Regions from separate parts of the Ovis aries genome. Here all the other regions are linked to region 3. The links are chromatin contacts, called in public Hi-C maps. All regions are on one chromosome and are shown on one strand. The core of a region is the stretch at or near the end of the contact, and the rest is flanking DNA. Distances in the headings are between cores, read along the strand shown.

Region 1 (2,813 bases), core at 182-2,681, 160 kb after region 3:
TATGCTCTTCTACCATTTGTGACCTAATCTAGCTTCCTGTCAGGAGTTGAGGGCCTTATGTGTTGCCCTCTCAACCTCACAAACTTGCACCTCTGTGCCCCTTCTGACAGATAGTCACAGGCTTCATTTATATTCCCTTGAAAAATACACTTGGGCACAATATTACACTCAATGTCACCAGGTTCACCAACCTCCTAGGAATCATCTATGGTTTTCAGGTTAAGAAGCTCTACCATCAGAGATCATCCTTGAAGTACTTTAACATTCCTTGGGTGAAAGTGAGAAGATGCTCAGAGGTCTTGAAGTCAGACCTTGACTTATTTGCCTCCAGTTTGGTTTCCCCTGAGATGAAATAATGAATATGGGGTGAGGTGTAAGGGAAAAGAGAATTAGTATCTCTTTTCCGATGTGATGGGGTAGGGGACAGGCTTTTGTCTGTTGAGTGTATGAAGGTGAGAAAGAACGTTATCAGCTGAGGAGAAAGATGTGGGTGATTAAGGTATCAATATTTTCTAGGCCTTAGCAAGGAAAATAACAGATCTGATGAGAAATCACCCTATGACGAAGCTCTGGTAGCAGCCCTGCCAGCACAGAAAATATTCGTTAGAAAAAGAAGCCAAAGTGATGGATGAAGTCCGGGTCCAACCAGGGTTTGGGAAGAGGCGATACAGGGTATCGATCATCGATCGCAGTTATCTGAAGAGGAGAGACGGATCAGCAGAGACGCTGCAAACACCAGCAGCCTCGGGGCTACCCCTGTTCCGGGGCTGGCTCTGGCTCACAGATAGCCTTCTGTCATCCTGACAGGTGATCTTGGTCAGCTCAGCTAGGTCCTACCAAATCCAGAAAACGCTACTCCAACCCTCTGCTCTGCATCAGGGCAGCGTGGGTTTCCCACAAAGGCACAACACCAGAGTTGAGGATCCTCCCCCACTCCAACCCCTGTGTCCTTCAGCACATCCTACAGACCCCCTCCCTTTGCCCTTCTGATTCACAGCGCCCACCTCCCTGCACCTACCCTATTCGATCTACAGGGAAGCGAAGTCGCTCGTGGCCGCCAGCCTGGGAAGGGGAGCCAGTCAGCTAGCGGAGGCACGGCTTAAAGGGGCATCTTGGGCGGAGAGGTTTGGAACTGGGGTCTGTGTGCAGCGAGTTTAAGAGAGGGGCTGGTAGCAGAAAGAATGTGTTCACAAGGGTTAGTAGAGGAGGTCCTGAGGCTTTGGTCTCTTTCTACCCCCGCAATCATGCATTTTGGAGGGGCTCTCGCGGCAAGTTCAGTAGGCAACAGCACCACCTAGCTGACTACATTTCCCAGAAGGCTATGTGGGCGAGACTCTGAGAGCCAGACGAACAGTGATGCACTTGCGCAAGAGAGCTGGAAAGGTGGGAGGGAGAGGGGAGGCGTGCCCGCGGCGGGGATGAGGGGAGGGGGCCGCGCGGCGGCGGCGCCGGGGCGGGCGCGCGTCCGCGGCGGTGATGGCGGTGCGTGAACGCGCGGCGGCAGCAATGGCCGCTCTGGAGCGGCGGGTGCCGAGTCTCGATGACTTCGCGGGACAGAGCTGGAGCTCGTGGGTGGAGCGGGCCGATCTGCCCGCAGCCGACGGTGAGTGAAGCTCCCCTAGAGTCTGAAGACCCCATCCCTGTCTCCCCTCCCCCACTCCGGGCCCCCGCCAGCAGAGGGGAGCTGCCGACGGGAGCCGCCGTCCGGCTCCCCGGCCCCCCAAACAAAGGACCCGCCGGGTCCTAGTGCCCGCCTTCTCCACCACCTTCGCGCCTCCGGGTCCTAGCGCCGGCTCTCCGCCAGCAGCCCACCCTGCCCACCTCTGTCTCTGCCGTCGCCCAATACCTGCCCCTACATCTGCTTTCCTTTATGTTTCTTCTTGCCTGCTGTCCTCCAGCTTCCGCCCCTCCTGCACCTGCCTCGGGCTTTCCCCATCCGCAACAGTCCTCTCCACGTGTTTCCCACGCACCCCACTTCTGTGCCCCCCTCCCAACCCCCCTTGTTCCATCGCCTTCTGCCCCACACCTTCTGCTCCTTTTCGGCTTTGCCTGTCGACTGCAGTGCCACTGGACCCCCGCCTCCTCCGCATTAGTTCATCGGTCCATCCATCTATCCATCCTCCCTTCCTCCCTCCTTCTGTCCATCCATCCATGCCTCCAACCCCCCCGTCCTTTCCCGGGCCTCTTGCCTTACCTCCCGGGCTCTCTCCCCTGACAGCCACCTTCTCTAGGCCCCTGAGTGCTTTTGGTGGAGCGGGCTGACAGCCCCTTTCCTGATCTTTGTCTCCTGGCCCCAGGGGGCATCTGGCCTCGTGGCCTTTGGGGTGACAGCAGGCATCACGCCCCTGAAGAAGTTTGCAAGTGAGAAGAGGTGGAGGAGACCACATGGAGCCGTCTCTGATGACACTTGTTCTCCTCTGAGACATCCAACTCCCAGCTCAGTTCTGTCCATCACTGCATTTTAACGGACTTCAGAGTGGGGGCTGCCCCTTGTCTCTTGCATACCTAACCCACCCCCCCCTCCACATCTGGAGATTATATAAGACTGTCAGTATTCTCATTCTAGAAAGGCGCAAGTCTGTTAGTAGGTGTCAGAAGCAGACCTAAGTGGGAGCCTCAGGCCACCCTAGAACTGCCCCATGCTGGGTGGGCAAGGATGGGGCCATTGTCAGGGTCTGGGTGCATTGAGAACCGGAAATGGAATCAGACGGGTTTGGTGACTCAGAATTGATTTTTTTTTTTCCAAGGGACAGGGAGGGGGCGTAGAGGAGGGAGGGGAGAGCAGTGAGGTAGGGGGATGGGGAAAGAGCTGC
Region 2 (2,788 bases), core at 71-2,570, 200 kb after region 3:
GAGGCGACTTGGCAGCAGCAGAGTTTGCTTTCTCTCTCTGTAAACTGAGACGTATCGTTTGGGGGATTTTAGAGGTCTTGACACCTTCTAACTCTGTAAGTAAAAAGCCAGTTCACCTATACCAAAAAAAAAAAAAGCCAATTCACTGAATAAAGCTGAACTCCCCTCTGACAGGGGGCCTCCTGGGGGTCAGGGCTTGTGGGCAGTTTGCCTCCTGTCTTGGGTCCCGCTCAGCTGACCTGCTTGCCTCCCTCCTCCACCATCTGCCATTCCCCAAGGTTTGGAGCATCCCCTCATATCTCCCCCCCGCCCCCCGCCCCGTCCCGCCCCTTGCCCTGCCCCCTGGAAACCAAACCTGGCTCAGCCCGCGGGCACAGAGAGGTGGGCCCTGGGCCAGCAGAAACAGTTGCCATAGGTGTCATCTTGCCTAGGGGGTGGAGAGAAGCTGGACTTTAAAGGTCCCTTCTGAGCCCAGCGTGGGTAACCTGAAACTCTTTCCTGCCCTTCTCATCCCCAGAAAGAGAATACTCAGGGGGTCCCCATGGATCAGATCAGGGTCAGGTCAGAGTCTGTCTCTCCTGCCTCCAGGCTGGAAGGAGCTGAGCCTGGTGTGTGAATTTCAAGGAGCTCAGCACACAGGCAGGCCACTCCAGAGAGAAGAAGCCCGGCCCTGAGTGCAGAAGGAGGCAGCCACGAGGCGCTTCCCCCGCAGACAGACAGGGTATTGATCCTGCTCACACGCCCCCTCCCTCTCTCCACTTCATGGCGCAGCTAATGGCCTGGAAAAAACTGGCCAGCTGTTCCCCAGCTGTGACATAATGAGCTCAGGGACGATCAATGCCTGTTCCGGTCTCTAATTAGGCTGGGGAGCTGGCTGGGGTGAGACTGTGGCCTGTTTCCTGAGGCCACCACTTCCACTCTAGTCCCCAGCTGCTGTCTGCTGGCTGCCACCTGGGCCCGTGCATCTGTGTCCAGGAGGAGGTAGCAAGGCCTTTGAGCGGCCCCGGGGAGTCTTCTGATCCAGAGCTCCTTCTCCAGCAGCGAAGAAGGAACTCTGTAACCATGTTAGTGCAGGTGGATAAGCTGGTGGGGAGGACCCAAAGATCCACACCCACAGATTCCTGTCACATCCTCTCTCTGCCTGGGTCTGCCACCCTGTACAGTGGCTTTCAATCCCAATCCTCTAACTCTCTGCCCTGGACCCTTCCCAGCACTGGTCCCGAATGCCCAAGCCTGGGGCTGCAAGGAAGAGGCTGGTAGCAAGTCTGGCTCCTAGCCCAGCCTCCCTCTGCTATTTATACCTTCAGTCCAGGGAGGAATGGATCCAATTCTCAATGTACTCACTGCAGAGGAGGAAGTGAGGGAGGAGAGAGAGAGAAAGGAAAGGTGTACGCTGAGGCAAAGAAACAGAGACAGGGGAGCAGAGAGGCCCAGGGCAAAGAGGCTCTGAGACTTAGAGAGTTCTGAGAACAGGCTAGGGAGGGCAGAGGAGAGAGGTCGAAGGAGGGAAGCCAAATAAGAGACAAGACTGAGAAATGAGGCCAGCAGGGAAGAAAGAGAAGATGGGACGCAAGAAGCAGGACACACCCTGTACTGGGTAAGGTCAGGCCCCAGGTGTCGGATCAGATGGCCACCAGGGAAGCCGAGGTGCTGGGCAGAGTGTGTCCAGGGGCCTGGTGTGAAATGACTGGAGTCAGGAGACACTGTCTGGGGACAAAGAGGCACAGGGGACAGAGCTGGTCTGGAGGGATGCCAGACGGGCTGCCCACAGAGATGGGTCGGTCAGGCAGGGACCCTCCCCTAGAATCGAGGCTGTGAACTCTGCTTTCTGGGGATGAGGGTGTGGGCTGGAAGCAGGGCAGGGGTCAGAGCAATGTGGGGAGAAGCGGACAAGGCGACTGTCAGGGGATTTGGAGAGCAAAGGCCAAGGGAAGGGGTCTAGGCTTCCTGTAGCCTCCATTTTGGGTCTGTCGAATCTGGCCCTGTGGCTTTCTGGGTAGCCTGGGCCTGGGAGGGGACACTGCTCAGCCAGCGCCAGCCCTCCTACCATTCGCACCATCACACACAAATCAATCCAATGGAACCCTTTAGAGGAGTCTTCCTGGGGCCTGGCTGATGCCATTCATCCCCTCCTGGGTCCCTTCCCGGTCTTGGGACTGAATCTTTTTCTGGCTGTAATTCCCAGAGGAATGACCTGGTTGGTGGAGAGTAGAAGTGCCCACTGCTATTTCCTGCAACCACTCCCTTACCCCCAGGCCCTGATTCTCTCAAGCTGCCAGGGCCCTGGAGAAAGAAGCCACTTGACGACAGCAGCTAAGACTCAGACTAAGAATCTAGAGCTGCAAAGGACCTTAGAGAGCACCTACAGGTCTAGTCCAACCCTCGTTTGGAGCTGGGGCTCAGAGAAGTGGGGAGAGTAGCCCGAAGTTCACTGCTCACTCATGCGGGTGCAGCCTTTGGACTCTGAAACCAGTGCTCCTTCCAGGATGCTAGCCTGCTACCTCTTCCTATCCACCTCCTAGGAGTAGGAGAGATTTTTCTCTTGGGATCCTTGTCCCGCTTACCTGGCCCTCCATGCATATATTATGGGAGTCTAAAAGGTGAAAACTGGGGCCCACAAGACAGCGAGTCCCTCAGGAAGGATACAGCTGATGAGGGTTTGGAAGTGAGGCGCCTCTATCTGGAAACAGCAGTTGACTGTTTGCAGCTCTGTGATCAACACTACCCTCTTGTGGCTACTTACTGTCAGGGCAGCCTAGAGGCCCAGAAATGTCGCAAGCAGTTGGTG
Region 3 (2,700 bases), core at 171-2,670:
ATTGGAAATTATGCCGGGGTGAAGATGCCACAAATCCACTTACCTTCTTCTTAACACCCTGAAATCTCATTCCAGCTTATTACTCGCCCCATCCCCAGCAGTGACACAGGGCCCTAGTCACCCAGCCACCCAGAAGCCCCAGTGCACCCAACCTTGCTAAATTACCAATCCAGACCTGAGGCCAATAATTCAGCAGTAAGGGGTTAGAAACAATCATTGTGAGAAAAAAGTAAACAGGATAAAGAGTCTACTACCTGTCTGATGGTGACAGCCCCCCAAAGTCCAAGGTCTCATCCGCTATAAACTTTACGTCTGTAGGGGAGGAAAGAAGGAATGCCAGCTTTGGGTCCCCAACATGGTCCCATTCTTCCCTCCAGCGTTTCCTTACCTTCTTCTAAATCTTCCATGTTCCAGACAGCAGGAAAGAGTCAGCTTAGACACCTGAGCTGGAGAGAAAACACCTTTCCTCACGTCTCCATCCTGCTCAAGGCCTCCCAGCTAGACTCCGGGTGCAAGCCAAGGGTTGGGAATAATCGTGAAGGTAAAGCAAGCGTCCCCGCAGTAGGACTTGCCCCTGTAAACTTCCTCTGCTACCACTCGGGCATGTACGGGCAGAATGTCCCGCACTCCCATCTCCCTCCACACACTGGCCCCCGCCCCTCTGCGACCCAACCTCCTCTCGCTGGAGCGGTCTCTGCGCCCCATCTTCCTCCCCGCCACCATCCTCCGGGTTCTTCTTCTCCCCAAGCCACCTTTCTACTCCCCGCAGCACCGCATCCACACCACTTCTACAGGCCACCGTCAGTTTTCAGTTTCCGAGCCGCCTCACCTACCGTGGAAGGTGCTTTCCTTCCACAACCTAGTCCCGGGAATCAGCTCCGAGGGGGCGGGGCTCCTTTCGAATCTCTCTGGTCCCACCCACTCCCCCCACACGCGCTCAATGATTGGTGGAGGCCAGCATCCCCACGCCCTCCTGAGGCGGGGCGGCGGAGGGGCAGTCGGCCGGAAGTCTGCAGGTGGGGCAGAGAGGAAAGCCGTTCTGTGAAAGACTCCATCCGGAGGGCCAAGGCGGGGAGGCCGCGAGCGCGCGCTCGTGCCCGGGAAATTTTGCTTGGATTCCCTCCAGCAGTCTGGACCTCGCGGCGGCGCGCGAGGGAACTGTCCTATGAGCGAGGGCCTCGTTCCCTGCCGCACTCTCTTCTCCGCCCCCTCCTTCTCCATCGGCTCAGAGCTGAGCTTTTAAGCAGTGAAATTAATGCTCTGCTTGGGGAAATTCGTTTTCTTAGGCTCAGTCCTTTCGGAAGCGCCGTGTGAGCCGATCCCTCAGTTAACATTTTTCCAAATTTACGGAAGCAACTAAACATTTATATTTTAAGTATATTGAGGTTCTCTAAGAATTGCATCTCCACGGGCTTTTTGGGCAAAAACATTCGGATCCTGAGCCATTCACGGTGTGAAGAAAACAATGAGCTTTTCAGACAGGCAGATTTGGGTTCAGATTCGACCGTGGCTCCCCTGTTAATAAGAATATTGAGTACATTTGACCTCTCTGAGCTTATATTTGACATCTCGCTTATCTAAGAGGATTGTGATCGTCACAGTACATGGTTGCTGCTGCTGCTGGGGCTAAGTCGCTTCAGTCGTGTCCGACTCTGTGCGACCCCACAGACAGCAGCCCATCAGGGTCCCCCGTCCCTGGGATTCTCCAGGCAAGAACACTGGAGTAGTTTGCCATTTCCTTCTCCAGTGCAAGAAAGGAACAGTGAAAGTGAAGGCGCTTTCAGTACATGGTTGCTGCTGCTGCCAAGTCACTTCAGTCGTGTCCTACTCTGTGCGACCCCATAGACGGCAGCCCACTGGGCTCCCCCGTCCCTGGAATTCTCCAGGCAAGAACACTGAAGTGGGTTGCCATTTCCTTCTCCAATGCATGAAAGTGAAAAGTGAAAGTGAAGTCGCTCAGTCGTGTCCAACTCTTAGTGACCCCATGGACTGCAGCCTACCAGGCTCCTCTGTCCGTGGGATTTGCCAGGCAAGAGTACTGGAGTGGGCTGCCATTGCAAGAATAATTATGAATATCGAGTTTTATACCGTGTGCCTTAAGCGCTTTTGAGGGTAATATTTGTAACTGGCTTCCTCTAAATTAAAAGCTGTGTTGTAAAAAGTTTAAGCCTACTTGTTAGGGATTTTCTTTGTTGCTTCCAAGGGTTGCCTGTGAATAGACTGGGCCATCCGTTAATAGAGCTTCTCAGAAATATTTAAAAATTTTGAAATTAAAAGTCCCCAAAAGATGGTTAAAGAGTTCTCCCATTAACAAAGAGCCTGAATGTCCAGTCTCCAGAGTTTATGACCACTATTTTGGCTACTTTTTGTTTACTTCTCAGAGTTTAGCTGTAAAGTTGAGGTGGTGAGGTTTGCAAGAGTGAGATGTTATTGTAATAAATGCCACAGGAAGGAAGGAGCCTTGGAGTTTAGTAGTGTGATAAAGGGAAAGGATGGGGAGACCCAGAACTTGCAAGTTTATGTGAGAAAGAGCTGAGACAAGAGGACTGCCTCTTTTGCCTTGGGTTCCTGGTGAAGGTGGAAATTTAGTTGCTTGCAGGGTTCAGACTCTTTGGAGGTAAGAAAACCAAAGCCAGTAGCTTCCTTCTCTCTAGGCAGGTTGTGGCAAAGTGGAGATCAGAGGGAAAGAAGCTGTTAATT

What was found. Hi-C and Micro-C count contacts between places; a contact is called where the count stands out from the background.
Region 1: a Hi-C map of liver shows a contact between it and region 3, with 4 times the contacts expected there. The contact joins the promoter of ATXN7L2 here to the promoter of PSRC1 in region 3. A contact is called at or near these places in 2 of 16 Hi-C or Micro-C datasets (liver and muscle).
Region 2: a contact with region 3 is called in a Hi-C map of muscle, with 5 times the contacts expected there. The contact joins the promoter of GPR61 here to the promoter of PSRC1 in region 3. A contact is called at or near these places in 3 of 16 Hi-C or Micro-C datasets (liver, muscle and tail adipose tissue).

The regions. Positions count from the first base shown.
Region 1 is chr1:86,719,388-86,722,200 of ARS-UI_Ramb_v3.0, forward strand. It overlaps ATXN7L2 (ataxin 7 like 2), which reads left to right and starts at 1,432. Exons shown (of 12, transcript XM_042251917.2): 1 at 1,432-1,603; 2 at 2,298-2,813.
Region 2 is chr1:86,765,103-86,767,890 of ARS-UI_Ramb_v3.0, forward strand. GPR61 (G protein-coupled receptor 61) reads left to right here and starts at 1,321. Exons shown (of 6, transcript XM_060401355.1): 1 at 1,321-1,597.
Region 3 is chr1:86,560,501-86,563,200 of ARS-UI_Ramb_v3.0, forward strand. PSRC1 (proline and serine rich coiled-coil 1) reads right to left here and starts at 1,421. Exons shown (of 7, transcript XM_042251898.2): 1 at 834-1,421; 2 at 389-446. The coding sequence starts at 1,221. LOC114116166 (a long non-coding RNA gene) reads left to right here and starts at 2,520. Exons shown (of 3, transcript XR_006060269.2): 1 at 2,520-2,617.